Regions from separate parts of the Sus scrofa genome. Here all the other regions are linked to region 1. A link is a contact called in public Hi-C and targeted proximity ligation data. All regions are on one chromosome and are shown on one strand. The core of a region is the stretch at or near the end of the contact, and the rest is flanking DNA. Distances in the headings are between cores, read along the strand shown. Region 1 holds the start of USF1 (upstream transcription factor 1). Region 2 holds the start of USP21 (ubiquitin carboxyl-terminal hydrolase 21). Region 3 holds the start of UFC1 (ubiquitin-fold modifier-conjugating enzyme 1). Region 4 holds the start of B4GALT3 (beta-1,4-galactosyltransferase 3).

What was found. Hi-C and Micro-C count contacts between places; a contact is called where the count stands out from the background.
Region 2: a targeted proximity ligation map of alveolar macrophages shows a contact between it and region 1. A contact is called at or near these places in 2 of 47 Hi-C or Micro-C datasets (embryonic fibroblasts and liver) and 1 of 2 datasets of targeted methods (alveolar macrophages).
Region 3: a Hi-C map of liver shows a contact between it and region 1, with 3 times the contacts expected there. A contact is called at or near these places in 1 of 5 promoter capture datasets (liver), 7 of 47 Hi-C or Micro-C datasets (embryonic fibroblasts, epiblast stem cells, heart right ventricle and 2 more) and 2 of 2 datasets of targeted methods (alveolar macrophages and skeletal muscle).
Region 4: a contact with region 1 is called in a targeted proximity ligation map of alveolar macrophages. A contact is called at or near these places in 2 of 47 Hi-C or Micro-C datasets (heart right ventricle and liver) and 1 of 2 datasets of targeted methods (alveolar macrophages).

Annotation. Positions count from the first base shown.
Region 1 is chr4:89,392,538-89,398,036 of Sscrofa11.1, reverse strand. USF1 (upstream transcription factor 1) reads right to left here and starts at 2,842. Exons shown (of 11, transcript NM_001190245.1): 1 at 2,752-2,842; 2 at 641-733; 3 at 228-277; 4 at 1-70. The coding sequence starts at 648. It overlaps ARHGAP30 (rho GTPase-activating protein 30), which reads right to left. Exons shown (of 11, transcript XM_021089545.1): 11 at 3,847-5,499. The coding sequence ends at 4,608.
Region 2 is chr4:89,291,196-89,296,727 of Sscrofa11.1, reverse strand. It overlaps USP21 (ubiquitin carboxyl-terminal hydrolase 21), which reads left to right and starts at 1,496. Exons shown (of 13, transcript XM_001927782.6): 1 at 1,496-1,726; 2 at 2,546-3,166; 3 at 3,967-4,026; 4 at 4,171-4,291; 5 at 4,501-4,612; 6 at 4,799-4,954; 7 at 5,457-5,521. The coding sequence starts at 2,567. UFC1 (ubiquitin-fold modifier-conjugating enzyme 1) reads left to right here. Exons shown (of 7, transcript XM_003125655.4): 7 at 9-444. The coding sequence ends at 89.
Region 3 is chr4:89,310,010-89,315,173 of Sscrofa11.1, reverse strand. It overlaps UFC1 (ubiquitin-fold modifier-conjugating enzyme 1), which reads left to right and starts at 3,843. Exons shown (of 7, transcript XM_003125655.4): 1 at 3,843-3,972. It overlaps DEDD (death effector domain-containing protein), which reads right to left and starts at 3,866. Exons shown (of 6, transcript XM_003355092.4): 1 at 3,744-3,866; 2 at 1,963-1,995.
Region 4 is chr4:89,275,838-89,280,719 of Sscrofa11.1, reverse strand. It overlaps B4GALT3 (beta-1,4-galactosyltransferase 3), which reads right to left and starts at 2,464. Exons shown (of 8, transcript XM_001927348.4): 1 at 2,202-2,464; 2 at 1,230-1,454; 3 at 600-874; 4 at 1-51. The coding sequence starts at 861. It overlaps PPOX (protoporphyrinogen oxidase), which reads left to right. Exons shown (of 13, transcript XR_002343378.1): 13 at 2,463-2,736.

The DNA of each region.
Region 1 (5,499 bases), core at 1,593-4,092:
GGGAAAGTGGCAGCTGACTGGATGCTGGCAATTGCCACACTGGTTGGGTCCTCCCCAGTTGCCACCGCACCTGAATTAAAAGGAAAAGTCTGTGAGTTACTGCCTTTTCCTCTCTGTTCCACCTACGTGTCATTTAGAAGAAGGTTACACAAGTGATGGGCCCATGGGGTGGGGGAGAGGCCCCAGTGGGCTCTTGGTCTTAGCTCAGTTCTGTTTCTCCCACTTACCTTCCTGAATCTGCACTGTCCCCTCTTCCGTTTCAGCTGTTTTCTGCTGCCTGTTTGTGAGGGGACAAAAAAATATGGGAAAAAGTGAATGAAAAGCTCACTGGCCCAATAACATATGGCTCCCAAACTCACTGGCACTCCCAGCAGATGCTCGGTTAGGTCAGAATAACAAGAGCTAGTATTTATTTAGTGCTGAGCTAAGCACTTAACAGGCAATATCTTACTTAGTACTAAGAACAGCACTGTGTGGTAGGTAGCACTGCCTGCATTTTATAAACAGGAAACCAGATCACATAGCTAGGTGATGGAGCTGGGACCTAAATCTAGGTCTGCCTGACTCCAGAATCAGTGCTCTTAGCCATTTTGCATTCTCCCAGGCCTCCCAAACCAGACCCTACCTCTTCTTCACTCACCCCTTCATCTCTCTGTGAGGGGGCACATCCGAGGAACTGGTCCTTCTTTGGAAGTCTTCGTATCTCCTGCCTCACAGGCCTGAGTGCTAAGTCCTGGTAGAAATCAGGAAGTCTAGTGAGTCTAAGAAACTGGAAGTCTCCTCTTTCTAGAACTAGGCTCCATGAAGACACATCCAGGAACATAAACCAATCATCTGCAGGGGACAATCAGCTTTCTCCATTCTGATGCTGAAGACTGTCTACAGTGACTGAAAGAGCAATTATATGAATAGTGTTTCTCGCCCCTCCAATTATCACTCCAACTCCTGATGGAGAAGAGATAATTATACTGAAAGACTAAGAAATAACGTATTTCTGGATGGATTATTATTAAAGCTATCATGATCTGCCATGACATGGAGATTAGAAGGACCATGTTTAGACCACAGCTATCAAAAAACACAAGGTCTTGGATGTTGATGCTTCTTCCCACTTCTCAAGCATATATTGTACATCAAGAAATTCCTGTCCTCAAATCTAAGAAAGGGAAACCTGAACCCACTGGAGAACCTCCAGAACCATAAAAGACCAGATTTGGCCCTTGGGCATCATTCTACTGACAGGGCTCTTGTTTTGGGAGTCCAGATTTACCTCATTCATTAAAGACCCTAAAGCCCAAGTGTATCCTCTTCAAGCCCCTTCTATTTTATTCACTAAGCCTTCCTGTAGAACAACACAGTTGCTAAAATGTTGCCATGACAACTCCAAATCAACCAAGCCTCAGCAAGAAGAGGGAAACTCCAGGTTCAGGGTTTGGAAGAAGAGATAATGGAGGAAGAATCCATCTAAGAGGTGCCTGCCTTACAACCCTGACACTGAAGTTCTCTTGCGGCACAGCGGTAAGGATCCAGCAGCAGTTGTCACTGCAGTGGCCTGGGCTGCTGCTGCGGTGCGGGTTCAACTCCCGTCCTGGGAACTTCCACATGCCCGCCCCCACCCCCTGCTAGGCCAAAAGAAAAAAAAAAAAAAAAAAAAAAAAGACCCTGACACCCAGTGGGGGTAAGTGAGGGTGGCGGCGGCAGGAAAAACAAAGGGCTGAGAAGACAGATGCCTCTAGAAAGAAATAGCAATATAGTACAAAGCAATAAGTAATCCCGACAGGAAAGGGGTAAGATTTTTTTAAGTTCTCTACCTGTAAGGGTCTCCCAAACCTTTATCTTCAGCGGTTAAGTCATGGAAAGCCCATATCCAAAGTGTTCACAAAAAAGAAAAAAAAAGGAACTGAAAATGAAACTGTCCGGAGCAAGTAGCGCTGCAATTAAGATCCGGTCCCTAAGGGGGAAGTAGCACCAGTATTTCGGGACCACCTACCTCTCCATCCTCGAACGTACGGAGGAAGTGCCCCTCTGAAGCTTGCTGCGCTGACAGCAGAAGGAAGCAATGAAACAAGAGGGCAGGGCAGAGGAGGCGTCTCTATGGCCCACAGCTGTCAGCCGGGGCAGCCTCTGAGGACGCCCAGCAACGGGGTCAAGATACTTATTCAAATCTTAGTAGGGCATCCAGAAGCATTTCCTGAGCGTTAGGGGTATGCGACAGGAAAGTGGGATAGGATGTCGTAGCGTGCACGCTCAGGCAAAGGGGGGGGGGGGAGAGCCCTGGCTAAGTCTGGACACAAAGGGAAAATAATCAAGTCCCCAAAGAAGGCTGGCGCCTAGACCTTGCCTGAGAATGCGGCGTCTCCCTGCAGGCCCATCAAGCAGTAGGCGCTTAAGAGCTGAGCGCCGGTCGGGCGCGAGCCCAGGAGCCCGCGCCGTGACCCGTCCAGCCCGGCCCGTCACATCCCGAGACCCCGCTGCTCCGCAGAGGCAGGAATTGAGGCCGGGGGTTCAGCGGATCCCGTGGTCTTGGCCCCGCGGCCCGCGGCTGCCATCGAAGGAGAGCGCGCCCGGGGGCGGGGAGTGAGTTCGGCCCACAAAAGGGGGTAGGAGATAAAGATCAGGCACGGCCCCCTCCCTCCAAACAAAAGCTTCCGCCCCAGGAGTTTCTGGACCTAAAAAACGGAAATAAAATCGAAGCTGCTCTCCCCCGCCTGCCCACCCAGTCTCCAGACTCTCGTCGGGTCCTGCACTCACCAGCCAAGGCCGCCGCAGGCTCCTATTTCCCTGGACCGAGTTCTCCCTCTCTCGACTCGGGTAGCTCCTTGGACAGCTGATCATGCGCACTACCGGCTCACAGCCATGTTGGTGAGGGGCGGAAGTGTCTCCTCCCGTCCGCCCAGCCTACACAGCCTCTGTGCTGCCCCACTTCCGTTCGCTCCATCTTGCCGGGGGCTGAAGGATGCGAGCGTGTTGGAGGTGTTGCTGGGGTGGGGAAGAAGCCACGACCGGGGATCCTTGGAGAATGACACTGAAGTCCTAGTCGCTCTAGCAAGGACGGAAGAAAGACGACTAACTTGGTGCTACTATTTTTCTGCTGGACAGGGCCTTTTTAGCTCCAGGAGAAGGGCGTGAGAGAGGCCAGCTTGGATCAAGCGAGGGACATCGGATGGAGGCGCCATCTTTAACAAGGGCTCTTTGGGAGGCCATCTTGGATCAGTATACCTGTTTGTGGTTGCTTATTAGACATTAGGACATAGCTGGTATAAATAGATCTGGATATACTTATTTGTATTAGGGTTAGAAGGCACCTAAAGACCCTCCAGGGCTTCCAGTTTTTGAGAGGCTCACAGTTTCTGGGAGAGGCATCTTGATTCCCATTCTTTTTCAGTCAAGACCTACCCTCAAGTTGCGGGGGCGGTAATGAGACGAGTTCAGAGCCTGGAGCCAGACAAACTCGGGTCTCAGACCTAACTCTGCCACTTCTTGGCTCTGAAACCTTTGGCAAACCTTTTGACTTAATTTAGTTTCCTCATCTGTGAAATGGATTTACCTGTACCAACCTTTTAGAATTATTAAGTGGATTCAGAAAAATCAGGAGCATAGACTATGTGCACATAGAATACCTAGCCTTTACTGGCACATAATGAGCATTATGCAAATATAAGTTTCTCTTCCGCATTTCCTGACCACCATGAACCCAGCTCTAGTTTCCAGCCGCAGGTCTCTATGGCAACAACTGAGGAAGAGCACCCAAACAATAAAAGCAGAAAAGACAACGAATGGTCAAATATTTGAAAATATGATACCTGTCACTCAAGACTTTAATAAGAGTAATGAAACTCCACACTATTTACGTGTAAAAATACAACTTTTATTATGAGACATTGCCCCTTGGGATTCGTGGCCCCCAGCCTATCCAGACAAGTAGTCCCAGGGTGTAAGTGACATCATTCCCCTTCCCTGAAATAGGAAGTTATTCCGAAGGGAAAAGAAGAGGGCAGAGAGATCTGTACAAGACCTCTCTGTCTTGAGATGCAGGGAGGCAGAAAGTAGGGGAGCTAGGAAGGGAGCCTGTCCCTCCAACAAATACTACAGGGTTCAAAAAGTTTCTTGGACATGTTCCTCCTAAGCTGAGGAGCAGGAGGCGTTTAACAGCCCCAAAGTAGAACAAGGATGGGTAACTCTAGAAGTGTTTGTGTATAATAAGCTCCGATATGGCCCTGACCTCTGCCTTTACCCTGGACTTCCATGAAGAGAAGTTCATTGCCTCAGAGGATGGCAGGAACTTGGCTGGAGTTCCCCCGTCATTCTTCACTTTGAGAAACCTGTAAGTTTTTCTACCTACTCTTTGTTCCCTTTGGCCAATGACCCCACTCTCTGGGAACAGGATCTTGGTGACTCTTTCTGGAATCTCCTAAGGGATAAGTGCTTTGTGTCTGAGACAAGCTCAAGTAAACAGAGATAGTGCCTCTCACAGTCAAAGAGAAACTGGAGGGCCAAAACCTATAGGGTTGGGCACTACAGCTACTCAGGCTGCAGAAGAGACAGCTTCAGAAACCACGGAGTTTCAAGACAACTACTGTCCTCTTTGCCCTGTGGTCTGGTCCTAATCACAGTCCCTTCCCTTTCCCAGAGTTAGCCTGTGTTTCAAATGCATATGATCGGCGCTGGGGAGGCGCAAGGGGGTCAGGGAGCTGAGGTTCTTTAGGGGGCAGACTAAGCCGACTCCGGGATCCAGACCCTTCTGTGCCTTCAGCTGGGAGCTCCAGGCAGCTAAGGGGCCTAGAAGAATGGGCAGGGATCGTGCTATAGGGGGAGGTTTTAGGGATGAGGCTGTAGTCCCCAGCCCCAGTACAGGTCTGGGTCCGCCGAACGCTCTGAACTTCAGTCCTCTGGCGGTCCCGGGCCAGGGCAACAGCAGCATCAAAGGAAAGACTGCCCCCATTCCTCCAAGAGGAGCGGGAAGCTCTGGTACCCCAGGCCCTTTCCCCAGGAGTCCCATCAAGCCGGCCAGGCCTCGGGCATGGGTTTGCTGGTGCCACGTGGATCTTGCCACACATTGCAGTGGGCATTCTGGCAAACTGTGGTTTGGGAGGCACCACAGGCACAGAGCGGACCTGTTGGACCTGAACCAGGGTGGAAGCCAGGCGCATGCCCACACCACCAGCCGCGCCAAGGGGACTCGGCTGCCCCTCAGGCTCCATCTCCTCTGACTGGGGTGGCTGTGGGGCTGCCTGGTCTGTCTCAGTGGACTGGGCACTGCCCTCTCTGGCACTGTCAACCTCCAAAGACTCTATATCTGACCCGTCAGGGAGGGAGCCCTCTTCTAAATGGTCACTTGCAGCCCTCTGGTCTCCCTCAGCTTCTCCATCTCCAGTCTCCTGTTCCTGACTGACCTCCCCTGCTCTTCCTTCAGCTGCTGCTTCTGGGATTCTGCTGTCTTCACCATCTCCTTGATCTTCTCTTGTCTCTTGGTCCTCATTCCCCCTCTGTCCTTTGACC
Region 2 (5,532 bases), core at 247-2,746, 100 kb after region 1:
TATTGCAGCTGGGCCCATGGCTGGCAGTGGAAATCCCTGATCTGATTCAGAAGGGAGTGATACAGCATAAAGAGAAATGCAACCAATGAAGTACCGAGCCACTGAGGCAGTACAGAGGGACCTTTGATAGGTTATATTCCTGTTTTCCTGTGCATCATTCTTTTACTCATGTAACTGCTTCCCCCCATACCCCTTCACCTATAATTGTTATTGAGAAGCTGCAGCAGACACTGCTGAAAAAAAAGTACAGTATTGCTACTGAATTTCTGAATTGGGTTACACAGGAAGAGGAAAAACTAGGGCCTTGAAAAACCAAAGGGCAACTAATATCCCTCTCCCAGGTGGAAAAATTTAAGATCCTGGAGGGATAGGTGGTGACTGAAAGTGGGTACATAGTATTTTTGGTTTGGGGTGGTAATTCATCAATAAAAGCTGCTTCCTTCAGTGGCTTGTGGTTCTCTAACTGGTGGCTGTTAATAGAGGGTCAGCAGGCTAAGGGTCAGCAGGCACATGTACAACCATACTTGTTTCAGAGGGAAGGGAAAATGGAGGATGCTCTGGTCTGAAGCTAGGGAATAAAAGTAAATCCTGACTGCTCTCCCTGCTGCTGAGATCTGCTCTTGTCCTTTAGCAGGAAGCCTACAGGATGGCTGAGGACTGCGTTTGCCAAGGCAGCATTCCCCGACTTCCAGGGATCTTCTCATCCCTGTGTGGATACTTCTCCACTGGTCAGTCGATAGACTTGTATTAGGGCCACATGATGGGGGATAGGATTCTGTACTTTTTTTTTTTTTTTTTTTTTTTTTTTTTTTTGTCTTTTTGCCTTTCCTAGGGCCGCTCCGGCAGCATATGGAGCTTCCCAGGCTCGGGGTCTAATCGGAGCTGTAGCCTCCGGCCTACACCACAGCCATAGCAACTCAGGATCCGAGATGCGTCTGCGACCTACATCACAGCTCACTGCAACGCCAGATCCCTAACCCACTGAGCAAGGCCAGGGATCGAACCCACAACCTCATGGTTCCTAGTCGGATTCGTTTCTGATGCACCACGATGGGAACTCCTGGACTCTAGAGAGCTGCTTTGGAGCAATGGCTTAAAGACAACTTGGGGACTTCCCTCCTGGCTCAGCAGAAACAAATCTTACTAGCATCCATGAGGATGCAAGTTGATCCCTGCCTTCCCTCAGTGGGTTAAGTATCCCGCGTTGCTGTGAGCTGAGGTGTAGGTCGAAGACACGGCTGAGATCTGATGTGGCTGTGGCATAGGCCAGCAGCTACAGCTCTGATTCAGCCCTTAGCCTGGGAACCTCCATATGCCCCAGTGCCGCCCTAAAAAAGCAAAAATAAATAAATAAATACATAAATAAATACATAAATAAATGCAATTTGGGGCTGAGCTGGGAACCCAGGAGTCCTAAAGTTGGCTGTGTTTCCATGGTGTCGGTGGCGGAGCCGAGGGGGCGGGTTCACGCAAGCGCCGAGGAAGGAGGTGGGTGGATTCTGAGTGTGGGTGCGCAAGCGCTCTGAGAGACAGTGAAGCCGGCGGCCGGTGCCCGGGCGGGACCAAGAAAGATGGCGGCGGCCCCTGCGGCGGGAGAGACCTGGGCAACAGCTGCGGCTAAAGCTGCAGCCAGGCCCGCGGGGGTGCTGCACGCGGGTAGTAGGGGGTGGCCCTGAGCTGGGGCCTGGCCCCGGCTGGCCTCCCCCGCCGTCTTACCCGGGGACAGGTACGGTCCGGGACATTATGGCGTGGGGGTTGCCGAGGGAAGACTGCTCCCAGACCTGGGAGATCGCCCTCTACAAAGGCAGAGCAGAGGGCCCTGCAGGCCTGGGAGAACTGGGCTGGCGGGACCAGCATCCGTGGATCTTGGAGAATACGCCGCTGGACCCCGTAGCCAATCAGCAGCCTCGGCCTTTCTGCCCTCGAGGGGGGCGGACCCGGTTGATGCTGGCTGTGGTGGGAGAGGTGCAGAGATTAGAGGTCAGGGAGTTGTTCGTCCTCCCTCCTCGCCGCTACCCCTGAGCCCCAATACCACTTTGGAGCTCAGAGGTGGGGGAGGGAGTGATTGACAAGTCACTCTTTTAGTCTGCTTCGTTTGCAGCCTGGAGGGGCTGGAATCTGAGGATGGAATGCAGTCCTTTGGGCTCTTATACTTGCATCCACACCCCTCTTTGACCAGAGGTCCCAAGTGACCCAGGGCGCATCCCACTTGACTAGCTAGGAATGCGGGACCCTCATGAGTATTTAGATTATGAAGACAGCAGAGATAGGAACTATCTGTTGTTGGCTCTCTCATATTCTGCAGGAAGAGAGTGAGGAATGTGGAAAGAGTCAAAGCCCTGGCTTGCTGTATTCATTCATTCGTTCATTTACTCAGTGCATGTTAAGTATTTACTTTATGCCAAACACTATGCTAGGTATTGGGGATACAATGATTGATATGGTGGACATGGTTCCTGACCTCCATGTATGTAGAAGCTGGTATAGTAGGCTAGGTTCCCTCCTTCCTCCCTTTTCAAATGCTGACCCTCTCTTCTCCTCCCAGGTCCAGCCTGTGGTGTCCACAATGCCCCAGGCTTCTGAGCACCGCCTGGGACGGACCCGAGAGCCACCTCTTAATGTCCAGCCCCGAGTGGGATCCAAGCTACCATTTGCTCCCAGGGCCCGAAGCAAGGAGCGCCGAAACCCAGCCCCTGGGCCGAATCCCATGTTAAGACCTCTGCCTCCCAGGCCAGGTCCCCCTGAGGAACGTCTCAAGAAACTGGAGCTGGGACGGGGACGAACCTCAGGCCCTCGTCCCAGAGGCCCACTTCGGGCAGATCATGGAGTTCCCTTGCCTGGCTCACCACCCCCAACTGTGGCTCTGCCTCTCCCATCCAGGACCAACCTAGCCCGTTCCAAGTCTGTGAGCAGTGGGGACTTGCGTCCAATGGGGATTGCCTTGGGAGGGCACCGTGGCACCGGAGAGCTAGGGGCTGCACTGAGCCGCCTGGCTCTCCGGCCTGAGCCACCCACTTTGAGACGCAGCACCTCTCTCCGCCGCCTTGGGGGCTTTCCTGGGCCACCCACCTTGCTCAGCATACGGACAGAGCCCCCTACTTCCCATGGCTCCTTCCACGTGATATCTGCCCGGCCCTCTGAGCCATTCTACTCCGATGACAAGATGGTGAGGACTTGCCAGCACACATGGCCTTCCATGCTCATGTTCCTTCATGCTTCCAGCTTTCTTGCCATCATGTGGCTTTTCTTTCCCCCTTTTTCCCCAGGTTCATTTTTTTAACCCTTTGTTACAGCAGTTTGGACTCTCTCTCCCTTACTTAAGTGCCCTTGAGCCTCATAGACCCTTTTCAGGGTTGTCTGTGACTCTCCAGCAGGGTGTGCCATTTCATTCCCCAAGGAATTAACTCAACCATTTGGAATTCTTTGGGTCCCCAGGCCCTTACTTCCCCTTTCTGTACCTTCTCTCCTAGGATGCTACCTAAGTCTAATTAATCTCTGGAGCTGAAGAGGGGCGGGTTCAGAACATCTGAGCTAATGTGGTTGCCCATTTCCCGAGCTGAGTGAGCTAGGCTGAGTGCAGTTGGAGCCTTCAGGAGAGGGTGCAGGAAGGGGCCACGGGTGCAGGAGGGGGCCTTGGGGGTAGCAAGGTGGGGGTGGGGAGCAGCTGGGCAACCATGCCAGTGCTTGGGGAGTTGCCCCAGGAGCTGCATCGCCGGCTAGCTGGGCAGAGGAGTAAGTGGGCAACAGGTGGGACAGCCATGGCTGAGTCCGTGGTACACTCAGCTGTGATGGGCTTACTACTCATGGCCAGTGAGGTAGGGAGACCCCAATACCCAGTGAGGGAAAGAGTGTAGCGTTTGGGGGTGAAGGATGGGGTGGGGGAGGCAGTGGACAGCATGCTGTCAAAAGGATTAAAGTGCCAGGTGGGATGTATGGGAACCTGCTGACTGATCTCTGACCTTCCAGGCTCATCACACGTTGCTTCTGGGCTCTGGTCACGTTGGCCTCCGAAATCTGGGGAACACGGTGAGAGCCATTCTCCTGTCCTTCCTAATGGGAATGTGAACTGGTACTGGGGACAGGCATGGGGAAGGAGGGCACTGAAGTTCTCCCAGGGCTTCCTAGGCACTGGTTTGGAGAGATAATGGCAATGTCTCTGCTGCTCCCCAGTGCTTCCTGAATGCTGTGCTACAGTGTTTGAGCAGCACTCGGCCTCTTCGGGACTTCTGTCTGCGAAGGGACTTCCGGCAAGAGGTTCCTGGAGGGGGCCGAGCCCAAGAGCTTACTGAAGGTGGGGCAACAACTCCTGCTTCCTCCTTTCAAATCCTCTTTTTCCCAACCCATTGTAGGTCCATCTGCCAGTGTTGGTGGCCCCAACCCTGAAAGCCAGCAGTTTTGTCTTTTTCACAGTGCCTGCTTTCCTAGAGTTGTTTTCCACCCTCTTGCTTCCCTCTTCCAGTCGTTAACCTTTGTTTCCCTTCCCCACTCCCACCCTAATAGCCTTTGCAGATGTGATTGGTGCCCTGTGGCACCCTGACTCCTGTGAAGCTGTGAATCCTACTCGATTCCGAGCTGTCTTCCAGAAATACGTTCCCTCCTTCTCTGGATACAGGTGGGAGAACTGGAGGGTATGGGATTTCTCTCTGCCCATGTCTGGGGATAGGGCCAAGCAGGGGCCCTGGCAGCATCATTCTGAGCCTTGAGCTCTATCTAGGAAGTGGGGTCAGATGTCTGGGCACGGGTTAGTGACTGTGGACTAGGCAGGGGTCAGTTGCCCACGCTCTTTGTCTGGCTGCAGCCAGCAGGATGCCCAAGAGTTTCTGAAGCTCCTCATGGAGCGGCTACACCTAGAAATCAACCGACGAGGCCGCCGGGCTCCACCAATCCTGGCCAGTAGTCCAGCTCCCTCCCCACCCCGCCGAGGAGGGGCGCTGCTGGAAGAACCTGAGTTAAGGTAAGGTCGCGCCCCCTTTCTCTTGCCCATAGTTTATTAACAGCGTTCATCCTTCGCAGAAGTGAGCTAGTCAGGATTGAGGATGTAGAGTCCAAGGAAATGCTTATCGTAGAATTTGGTTTGAGAAGCAGTGCAGAAGTAGGAAGAAGGCAGGAGGAGGAGGGAGACTGAGGGGCACAGATGGAGGCAGAAGATAGTGCTGTGGCTGTCACCAGATTGACGGAGGAGGGGATAATTAATTTACAAGGTACATAGGGGTTTGAAGCCAGGTGGAGGAAGACGGCATGTTCTTCCCTTGTCTGTGTTCCTTTCTTTTCCTCTCACGTGGATTTCCCCGAAAAGTTCTCTGAAACGTTACTCGTTTGACTCTTCCTTGCAATTTTGAGAAGGAGCTGGGGTATGGGTGGGGTACAGGGCTCCGTGGATCATTTCAGTGGTGTTGGGGGTGCCCAGTGTTCCTGCTGTCTCATGGGTGCTCCCCACTTCCCTTGATCTGTGGTAGTGATGATGACCGAGCCAACCTAATGTGGAAGCGTTACCTGGAGCGAGAGGACAGCAAGATTGTGGGTATGGAACAA
Region 3 (5,164 bases), core at 2,594-5,093, 84 kb after region 1:
GGATGCAATTCCGTAATAGGCCTCAAACCTAAGGGTTAACTCCCAAGACTTGAGGTAAAAACAGCCACCTTTAAGTTGTAGATCCTAGGCTGGATCAAAGTGACAGAATTATCAGAGCTTCTAGGTCAGTGGTTCTCAGCAAGTGATGATTTTTCCCTCCAGGGGGCATTTAGCAATATCTCGAGTCGTTTTAGACTGTCATGCCTTGGGGGGGGGAGGGAGGGAAGGGGTGGTAAGGGAGGGTGCCACTGGTGGGCAGTGAGTAAATGCAACCAATGCTGCTAAATATCCTATGATACACAAGACAGCCTCCCACAACAAAGAATTAGCTGGCCCAAAATGTCAATAATGCTAAGGGTAAGAAATCCTAGTCTAGATGGAGCACAATGAAGGGGCAAAAGAAGAAACATTTCATTTTCCACCCTATATCTGGAGAAGTCATGTGGTCCCTCCACCCCAAACCAATCAAACAATATTTCTGAAGAAAAGCCAGACAAAGACTCATTTAACTTAACTAAGTTAAACCATCCCACACTTGGCTTCTCTATCACCTGCTGTTGCCATTTAGGTGAACAGCAGGTGATAGGGCTACATTCCCTTCTGTCCCATCCCAGGAGGTCTGATTTGACCTAGTTCAGTCTAGATTTCTATGAAGATTTGAGAAATGCCATCCTCTGCAAGACAGACAGAAAGGATCCTGCACTTAACCCTTGCGGTCACCTTTAAAGTCCCAAAACCAGACCAATAGCAGACCCTTCCTTGTTAGGCTGCTGATCAGACTTTAACTGCTTATGCAATGAGGCAAAATGTAGAAGTAGTTGTTTCCCAAGGCCATGTTTGTCCTTAGGAGAAATGTCAAGAGGCTGGCATGCAGGCTAATAGGCAGCCCTCCCCACTTAATTATCATCTAGGATGATGAGTTCACTCACTCAGCAATCCAGACAGGGGTTCCAAGAATCTATCCAACTCTGCACTAAAAGAACATGGCCAGCTTCCCCTTAAACCAAATACACTCAGCTTTCTGTTGATTAATCGTTATCTATTAAGTTTCTACTTCAAAGCAAACTCTAGTCATCCCAACCAGGGATAAGGTCTTTATTTTTTGGGAACTTGATTCTCTCAGAAGCCTTTAGAAGTCATGGAAGAAATTAAAAAGAGTGCTGTCTTGAAATGAAAATAACAGCCTAGGAGTTCTCTTGTGGCACAGTGGGTTAAGGATCCAGCACTGTCACTGCAGTGGCTGGGATCACTGTTGTGGCACGGGTTTGATCCCTGGCCCAGGAACTTCTGCATGCTGTGGATGCAGCCCAAAAAAAGGGAGAATAGTCTAGTCTAGTTTCATCCCAACAGAACTAGAGGTATGTGACTCTCTCAGGAGCCCTTAGAGCAGGAAAGTCATGTGGAAGAACTAAAAAAGAGTGATGTCTTAAAACCCGAAATGTAAAGGACATGGAAAACCTTAAAGATGGCCAAGACTACATAAAAAGCTTTCTGGCTAGTAGGACCAAGAAAATGTAACCACATACCTAAAGGTCATAATTATACAGTATTTTTTCAAAATGAAGATTCCAGAACAAGTAGAAAAAAAAAAAAATAAGCCAGAGGAAAAGCCTTCCCATGGCAGATGCCTTAGCAACCCTCCAAGGGCAACATTTAGTAGACATTGTACTAGAGTACAATGTTCCATATGTTTAAAAATGTTTCTCTGAGAGCTGACCAAGACAACTAGATAATAATAAAACAAAGCTGGAGGCTTGCTCCAAAACACATAATTTCTGCTCTCCTTTCCTTACTATAAATCTCCAGTTACCCAAAGGGACAATGACTGCAACAGATCTCATGCACTCGGCTGGGTGGGTGAAAACCCATTTTCCCTGGTATCGACCCCATTTCTAGGCTCAATTCCCAAAATGCCATTTCCATTCCCTTCCATTTTTGAAACAATAAAACTTCCAGACTTACCTCTGCAAGAAACTTAATTTCCCAGGTCTCTTCCTAGCACAAGGTTCAAAGCCAGCAGCAAAACAAAACAAATGGGGGGGGGAGCAAGAGTCAATTTTCAAGCTTTATTTTGAAACTCAAAGGCCCAAAGAGTAAACCTCAGTTGCAAAAACTGAAAGACAAGCCTAAAGCCATTTGATTGAAATGATCCACTTCAAGCTTAATGAGAGAACTCACTCCCAACAAAGTCCCCAGGCTTCCCCAACCTTCTACTACCCAATTCACAAAACAATACCAACTCTGGAGAATTTCCAACCTCAGTGGCTTGGAGCAAGAAAGGTCCCAATTTCAACAACTTGTGGGAAAACAAATTATCCTCTGATACATCGCCTGACTCCTCAATTCCTTATGAGGCCCACCTATTAACACTGACTCTCATCTTTAGGAAGAACAAGGAGGAAAGTGATTACAGCTAAAGGAGGCACTTTGTTTCCATCACTTCCTTTATGAGTCCGGAATTATCCTCCAAATTCTAACTTCACTCTTCCCTTTACCTAGCACACAGTGAAAACAAAATATCCACTGGGATGGCATCCACTCAAACATTTACATTTCTTGAGGGAATATTTTTTATATATGGATACCGACCCTCCCTCCTAGAACTTAAACAGCAAAAGAAGGGTCTGTAAACTATAGCACTCATTTAATTAGCATGGCTGTCTAAATGCAGTCCTGTGTTTTCTGTTCCCTTCTCAGACTTGCAGAACCTCTACTTTAGCATAGAGACCTCCAACATAGTGTGGCTGTTTCCCTATTCTGGCATTGCTTATTAAAACTAGAAAAATCCTTTACTCCTTCCACGCTCAAATGGTACCAGCCTCCCCATTTTCCCTTCTTTTTGTAACCAGGAAAAACAAGGGAGCAGTAAGCTAGGGAGCTTTTGGAAAGCAAATCCAGTTGAACCCTCATCCAACCCCAAATCTCCAAACTCACATGACCATTCCCTTCTGCCCTTCCCACTCTAGTAAAAAGCCAAAGGCCTGGCAATTAGAATTGGCTTCAACTGATGCTGCTTAACTCTGCTCTCTTCTTTCCACAAGGGAAAGGGAAACCCTGAACCTCTATCGCCCGTGCAGCTCCACTATCCCATCTCCCATCCTAGTCCCCTTCCTCCTAAACTTTCCTAGTCTCTCACTTTCTCCATTCCCTCGTCACACCGACACACTCTCCACTGCCCTAACCTCCGTTCTCTCCTCTTCCACCCAAATTCTCCCCTAGGCCCTTCCCCCTCCCACCTCCAATTTAACACTTTCAGAACCTCCCCCCAGACGTCTTAAATCCAATCCTCACCTTTTCCTAGCTCTCCACAACGCCCCTCGCAAGAGTCCAGTCCTTTTTCCAACCACATGCCACAAGCCCCCTTCCCCTTCACACCCTCAGCCTCTCCCTCCCACTCCCACCCCCTCAGCTCGGCGGGATCCCTGCCCTACTCCCCACCTTGGCCTCCCTAATACCCCTAGCCTGGCCCAGTCTCGGCCCTTGTTTACGCCCCTCCCCTGCCCAACTCCTCCGCCTCGACCCTGCCCTCTCCCACAGTTGCCACCTCCCCCGCACGCCCCCCTCGGCCGCTCCCCTCCCCCACCTTGCAGCGTCCCGTCACCTCCCTCTCCTGAGGTTCTCAGGCTGGACGTCGCTACCGCCTCCCCCTCCACTTTCCTTCCCCAAGCCCTTTGCGGCCCCGCCCGGCCCCGCCCCGTCCCGCTCGACTCCCCCTCCCCACCCCGGCCGCCCCGCCGCCTCACTCTCGGCTCAGGCTCGGCGCCGCCATGTTGGATCCATCCGCGCCGCTCTCCCGGGCCTGTCTCACGGCGCCGCATCCGGGCTCCAGCCGCCGCCGCCGCCGCCCGCGGGCGTGGGGGAGGGGAGAGGCGGGCGGGGGTGGCTGCATCCTGAACAGCGCCTCCCGGAACCTGGCCGGTTAGTGACGGCTTCGAGACCATAGCGAGGCATGAGCCGAAGTAGCCATGCTAGGTGAGGGCAGCCTGGCAGCGGCATTAAACGGGGAGTGGACAGCTTCACTTTGGTAGCGGAGAATAGAGATTGGCAGCCATCTTGCTTTGGGGCAACCTGGCAACGCAAGTTTTTCTTCGAGGCAGCTTCGGGGGCCGTAGTAACGCGTGAGAGAGGGTTGCATTCTTGAGTGTGGGAACGTTGGTGGGGCCAGAGCTGGCTGGTGTCGACTTCAAGACCAACTGAAAGACTGCGACTGGCAGCCATGACGCAAAAGGGCGGAATATTACGGGGGTCGGATTGCCCTGCGAACTTGGGGGAAGGTTCCCATGATCTGGATTTGACCTTTGCTCTGAGCTTCCTGGTAACCCGGACGTTCCGTAAACTTGAGTCCGGAACCGAAAGCGCTGCTCAAATGCCTTCTCGGATTTCACTTTTTGAGCCTTTGCCTTCTGAGCACTCAGAAGGAAGTGCTGCCTGAGCTCAGTGCTGACTGTTGAATTGAGGGTGGGGTGCCAGGTACCTTCTGGAGCTGCCAGCAGCCTGACACGGTCAAAAGAGAGGTAATAGACTGTGAGGTTGGGAGGGGCCACTTTATTCGAGGTCTTGTCAATTAGTTTATTTTATCCTATGGGAAATAGATAGATTTCGAAGAATCTTAGCAGAGGTGTGAACAAATATATTTGCGTTTGGGAAAGATCATTGCTTGCAACGGGGAGAATGGATAAGAGGGGATGAAATTGGAGCAAGAATAATTGGAAAGATTTTATCCAACTAAGAGACTATAGTGGTCTGTCCTAGCAAGGGGGCGTGTAGATGGGAAAAAAGTTTATCGGAAATGGGTGCGAAGCTGAGGGAGGAATCCAAGATATTTCCCAGGGTTCTGATTTTAATAACTGGAGAATAATGATGCCATTTGAAATAGAATTTGGGGGGGGTCATGAGTTTTAGGTGCCTGTGGGAAATCCATTGGACAATGGAACACTAGATAATGTGGGTGGGAACCCAAAAGGAACGTGGGGAGTGGGGGGTGCGCCCCAGCATGTGAATATAGAAGGTTGTTGAAGTCATGGAAGTGGATAAGATGGCCTAGAAAGAAGAATAGCTGCATTTAAGAGATGAGATAAGGGAAAGGAGCCGAAAAGACTGAGAAGGAACAAATAGAAGAGAAAGAAGAAACCAGGAGCAAAGTATCAAGGAAACTGGTCAGTGT
Region 4 (4,882 bases), core at 1,215-3,714, 120 kb after region 1:
TAATCTCTGCCAGCGACGGCACTGGGCTAAAGGACACGGACACGGGACCCACTGTTGGGAGGGAATGGCAAGGTCAGGGATTAAAGTAACAAGGAGAACTGTCTGTCCCTGGCAGTTGGATTCTGGGGCTCAGCTCCCCCAAGGGCTCACTCACATTGTTTCACAAAGCCTTGAGCTCCCCATCACTGGGACAGCTTTGTAATATCTGGAAGGTGAAGACTCCTTACCTACTTTACCTTCTTATTTCAGGGGTCTATAACTCTCTTCTGCCTCACAAAGTTGGAAACTTACAGTTTGGGGATGGAGAGAACAGGACTTCCAACTAACTAGCTAAACAGGCAGGGGTTGTCTACAAAAGAAACAATCCTAGCCCGAGGCAGGAAGAGCCCATAAACAGGCAAGCAATGGAAAGCTGTGGTTCAACCCAAGAGCCCCGGTGAAACTCCAAATTCAGAGTCCATTCTATCTCACCTCATCCCACCTTCCAATTACATGATCCTCCTGTTCCAGGACCCACTCCTGCCATCCTATGCCTGTCCAAGCCTCCCCATCCCCACACCTTGGTCCTCTCTTTGCTTCAGCCTTGCTTCTGCACTCACCTAAGAGAGGGGATCGTTCTGGACAGTAGGGCAGACCTTGAGGTGCTGGAGGGCCCCCTGGGGCAACAGGGGCCCCATGCAGGTGACTGAGGTTACTGTAGACATCATGGGGATGAGAATAGTCAAAAGTTGGCTCCTGCTCTCGGCCAAATAGGGCACTCAGGCTTCGGAAGCCTCCCAGCGACAGGTACATCATGACGGCCAGCTGGGAGCCCACAAGCAGGGCCAGTGTGCAGGGCCGCTCCAGCAGCCTCCGCAACATCCTGGGTTGAGGTCTGGAGAGAGGGGAGAGTTCCAGGGCAAGCAGGAAAAGAGCAAGCCAGCAGAGAAATCATCGGGTAGGCATAAAGGTGGTGCCAGGGGTAAAGAGGAAAAAGAGGCAAAAAACAAAGTCACAGAAGGAAGCACACAAGTGTATGGAAAGAAATAGTATGTAACCACCAGCAGCCCTACCACCTGTTACTTCCAGCCCCAGTTTCACTTTCCTCCACCCCTTCCTCAAGCCACTCCTACCACCAACTCTCAGTCCCCACCCCCAAGAATGCTTACCTCATTCGTGTCCCAAAGCCATTTCAGAAGACTCTCTGGAGAACCTCCCTTCCAATTTAGAGAGGGGAGAGATAGACTCACCTAGGTTCAAGCGGTCTTCTTCGGGATCATTGGGGCTCCAGGGGGTCCCGGGGGAGCAGAGATGTGAGGCATTATATAAAATTGGAAATATCACAGAGGACAGAGAAAGGCTCCATCCAGCACTCCAACAGCGATCTTGGGACCAGCTGGAACAGAAGTGGTCAAGGATAGCCAGCCACCCGCAGAGCGGCAGAGATCAGGATCTGGGTGAAGCCGGTTTCCCAGCTGGGGAAGCGAGAGAAGGTAGTTGGAGAGAAAAGGGGAGGAGCAGGGGATGCTAGGTTCGCGGCCTCTCCAGCGGTAACCCTATGGTGTGTCAGATTCACTCCTTACTTAACCATCCCCCATCCCAACAGGACCAACCAGTTTGGGGAGTGGGGACAGGGCAGCTATTGGAGACATTACTTTCACTAGGGGGTGAGGCAGTTATAACAGGACTGTGGAATGGTCTCAAGAGAACCCAGGGAGGCGGAGGAAACTCGCTCCTTTCCGTTCTCCACGTTTCTGGGAGCTAGCTCCGCAGGTGCAGGGAGCGTGACCACCTGGGAGCTGCAAGCAAACAACCCCGGAGCGCGGCGGCGAGTAGGATGGGGGTGGCGTCCTCTACCTTCTCCTACATTTACCGGGTCCTAGCGGGGGTGGGGATCAGGATTACGGGTGAAATGAGACAAGGAGAGGGAGGGCTGGGCAGAACCTGTCAGAGGTACCTGGGCTAGATCACCGAGAGGGGCGTGGTCAGTGCTCTACGGAAGGTTACAGTTGCCTTCTCTCGGGGCACCCTCATCCCACCCCAACCTCCCCTTGTGTTTGCGCTACCTTGCAATGTGAGCCCACCGGCCTCGGTCCACACTTGCACCCAGGTTCCCTCCCTGCTCAAGATTGTCTCCAGCCATTATCCAAAACTTCTCACCTTCCCAATCTCCCGAAGCTTTCTCTCGGGCCTCTCACCCCACCATCCCCCAGCCCACCTACCTGGCTTTCTGCTTCCCGTCGTCACTGCCACCCCGACAGCCGGGCAAGAATCGCTGGAGCCATCTTGGAAGCGGGCGCTGCGGGGGCTGGACCTCGCGTCACGGGGCGGGGCCTCGGGTGGAGCCGCCCAGGCGGGCGGATCGCTGGGTCTGTGGACAGCGCGGCCGGAATGAGGCTCGCCAAGGGCTCGACCCCATAGGAACGCGGGCACTTATCCCCACCCGACCGACTCCTAGTGGAGTTCTGTTCTCTACCCCTCAGACTTGTTAAAACATCAGGTCAAACCAGGACCTTCCTCGGGCCGTGACTGACCGACAGGCTGATACATCCGAAGACCTATTCCCCCTTGCTGGACTGAACGCCTTTCCCAGTGTGTCTTCCTCCGCAACGTACTGCCGCTTACTGTCAAAATTGTTTCTCTCTCAGGGTACAATGTTGCAGACTGCTCTGCTCTGGCGCATTTTTGTATCCCCAAGATGTCCCGCAGGCCTTGAAATAGAAGTGGTTAATAAAACAAGGAAATATCGAGTGTGAATGGAAGGGCCTCGTCTGCTTTAATGTAAAAATATTTCCCCATGTATTAGACTAAAATGCACGCTCCACTGATAAGCAATAATGTTTATCTTGTGGTTTCTACTACTCCCTTAGCATACTGTGCTCCTGAGAAGGAGATGTTCACACTGAGGCAACTTGAATATCTCAGTGTCTGCCTCAAAAATCTCGTGGTCTTGTGTGTGGGGGGGGAGTGTAATCAGTATTGTGTGATAAATGTGATAGTCCAGAAGTTGCACCTCATTCACAAGTCGAGGTTTGGGAAAGATTTCCCAGAAGAAGTGATGGCTAATGGGAGACCTGAAGGACTGGTTTATAGCACATCCTTCTGCTTTGTAAGATTTTGTTTCCATGCAGCTGTTTTGTAACTGTGTAGGTACACATGCAAATTCTGTCCTGTCTGATAGAGGTTCATTTGCAGCAGTTATAACATCTGCTAGTTTCCTCATGAGTTAAATAAAATCTTTAACAGGTGTTCGTTTTTACATGTGGATTGAAAAGCTCTCTCCCTGATCAAACTTAGGCTCCTCTGAGCCCTCTTTTCCAACAGACCTCATCCTTAGGCCTATAGCCATTTGTAGCAAGAATCTTACTAAGTCAGTTTAGCAAAAATCTCCTCACCCTTGACTTTGTGATCATCCTGACCTGCCTTTAGCAAGAATTCTAAGTGGGTTTGGTAAGAATCTCCCTACCCTTGATGTATTTTTCCATCCACTGATTCATTCTGCTCCTTGGCTATAAATATCCACTTGCCCTTAATGTATTGGAGTTGAATTCAGTCTCTCTTTGATTGAGATAGTCTTGGCACCTATTGCAAGAGTCCTGAATAAAGTTCTCCTTACCATTTTAACAAGTGTCAGAATAATTTTTTCTTTAACAGGGGAAAGCCATAATTTTACCCTTTTCTGAAAACTTTCTTTTGACAGATGAATAGTGTTCTAGATAGAGGAAACCATAGTGCAAAAGTCTGGAAATGAGAAAGAAATTAGGGAGCTGGGAAAATTAAAAAATGAATCGGTAAGACTAAAGAATGGAGTGAGGGGAATGATGAGCCACGAGACTGAAGAGGTAAATAGGTGCTGGATAATGAAAGACTCCATAAACCATATTAAAAGAGACTGGGTTTTATCCTGAGGGTAAGAGGTTGGCATTAAAGCCCTCTAAACAGAGAGTGCTAGAATGAGAACTTTAGGATGTTTACTCTGGTGGAAACACAGAGCATCATTGGAATGGTCAAGACTGGATGCAGGGATCTGTTTAGGGCGTTACTATAGAAATCCAGGAATAAGGAGTTCCCATCGTGGCTCAGTGGTTAACGAATCCAACAAGGAACCATGAGATTGTGGGTTCGATCCCTGGCCTTGCTCAGTGAGTTAAGGATCCGGCGTTGCCGTGAGCTGTGGTGTAGGTTGCAGTCGCAGCTCGGATCCCAAGTTGCTGTGGCTCTGGCACAGGCTGGCAGCTACAGCTCCGATTGGACCCCTAGCCTGGGAACCTCCATATACTGTGGGAGCGGCCCTAGAAAAAAAAAGACAAAAAGACAAAAAAAAAAAAAAAAAAAAAAAGAGAGAGAGAAAGAAAGAAATCCAGGAGTGAGACGAAACTCATGCAAAATAAGGTAATATCTGTGGGACTAGAGGGAGGAGGACACCTTCGAGAACTTATAGGAGGCAAACGGGACTTGGTGATTGACCAGATGTGCCAAGTCAGGGAGTTAGAAGACTCCAAGATGACTCCCAAAAATCTAATGTGGACCACTGAGTAGATAGTGACAACATTTAATGAGAAGCAAAACTTAGAAGAGGCACATTCGGAGGAAATGGTAGTGATGACAAATTAAACTTTGGACTTAATGAGTTTGAGATGTTGTGGAGACTCAAAAGCAGATAATACTGGGTTTGAGTACAATGGCAGCTTTGAACCCACTGGCTTTGTGATGTTGAGCAGTGCACTCCCTGGGTTTGATCTGTACAGTGAACCCATCTTAAGGGTTTTTGTGATAATTAGTGAAAACTGGGGGAAAAGGGCCAGCAGACAGCAGATATTCAATACATCTGAATTTTGAGCACAAAGTAGGAGCCAAGAAAAGCCTTGATTTATTATTATTATTATTATTATCATTATTAAGG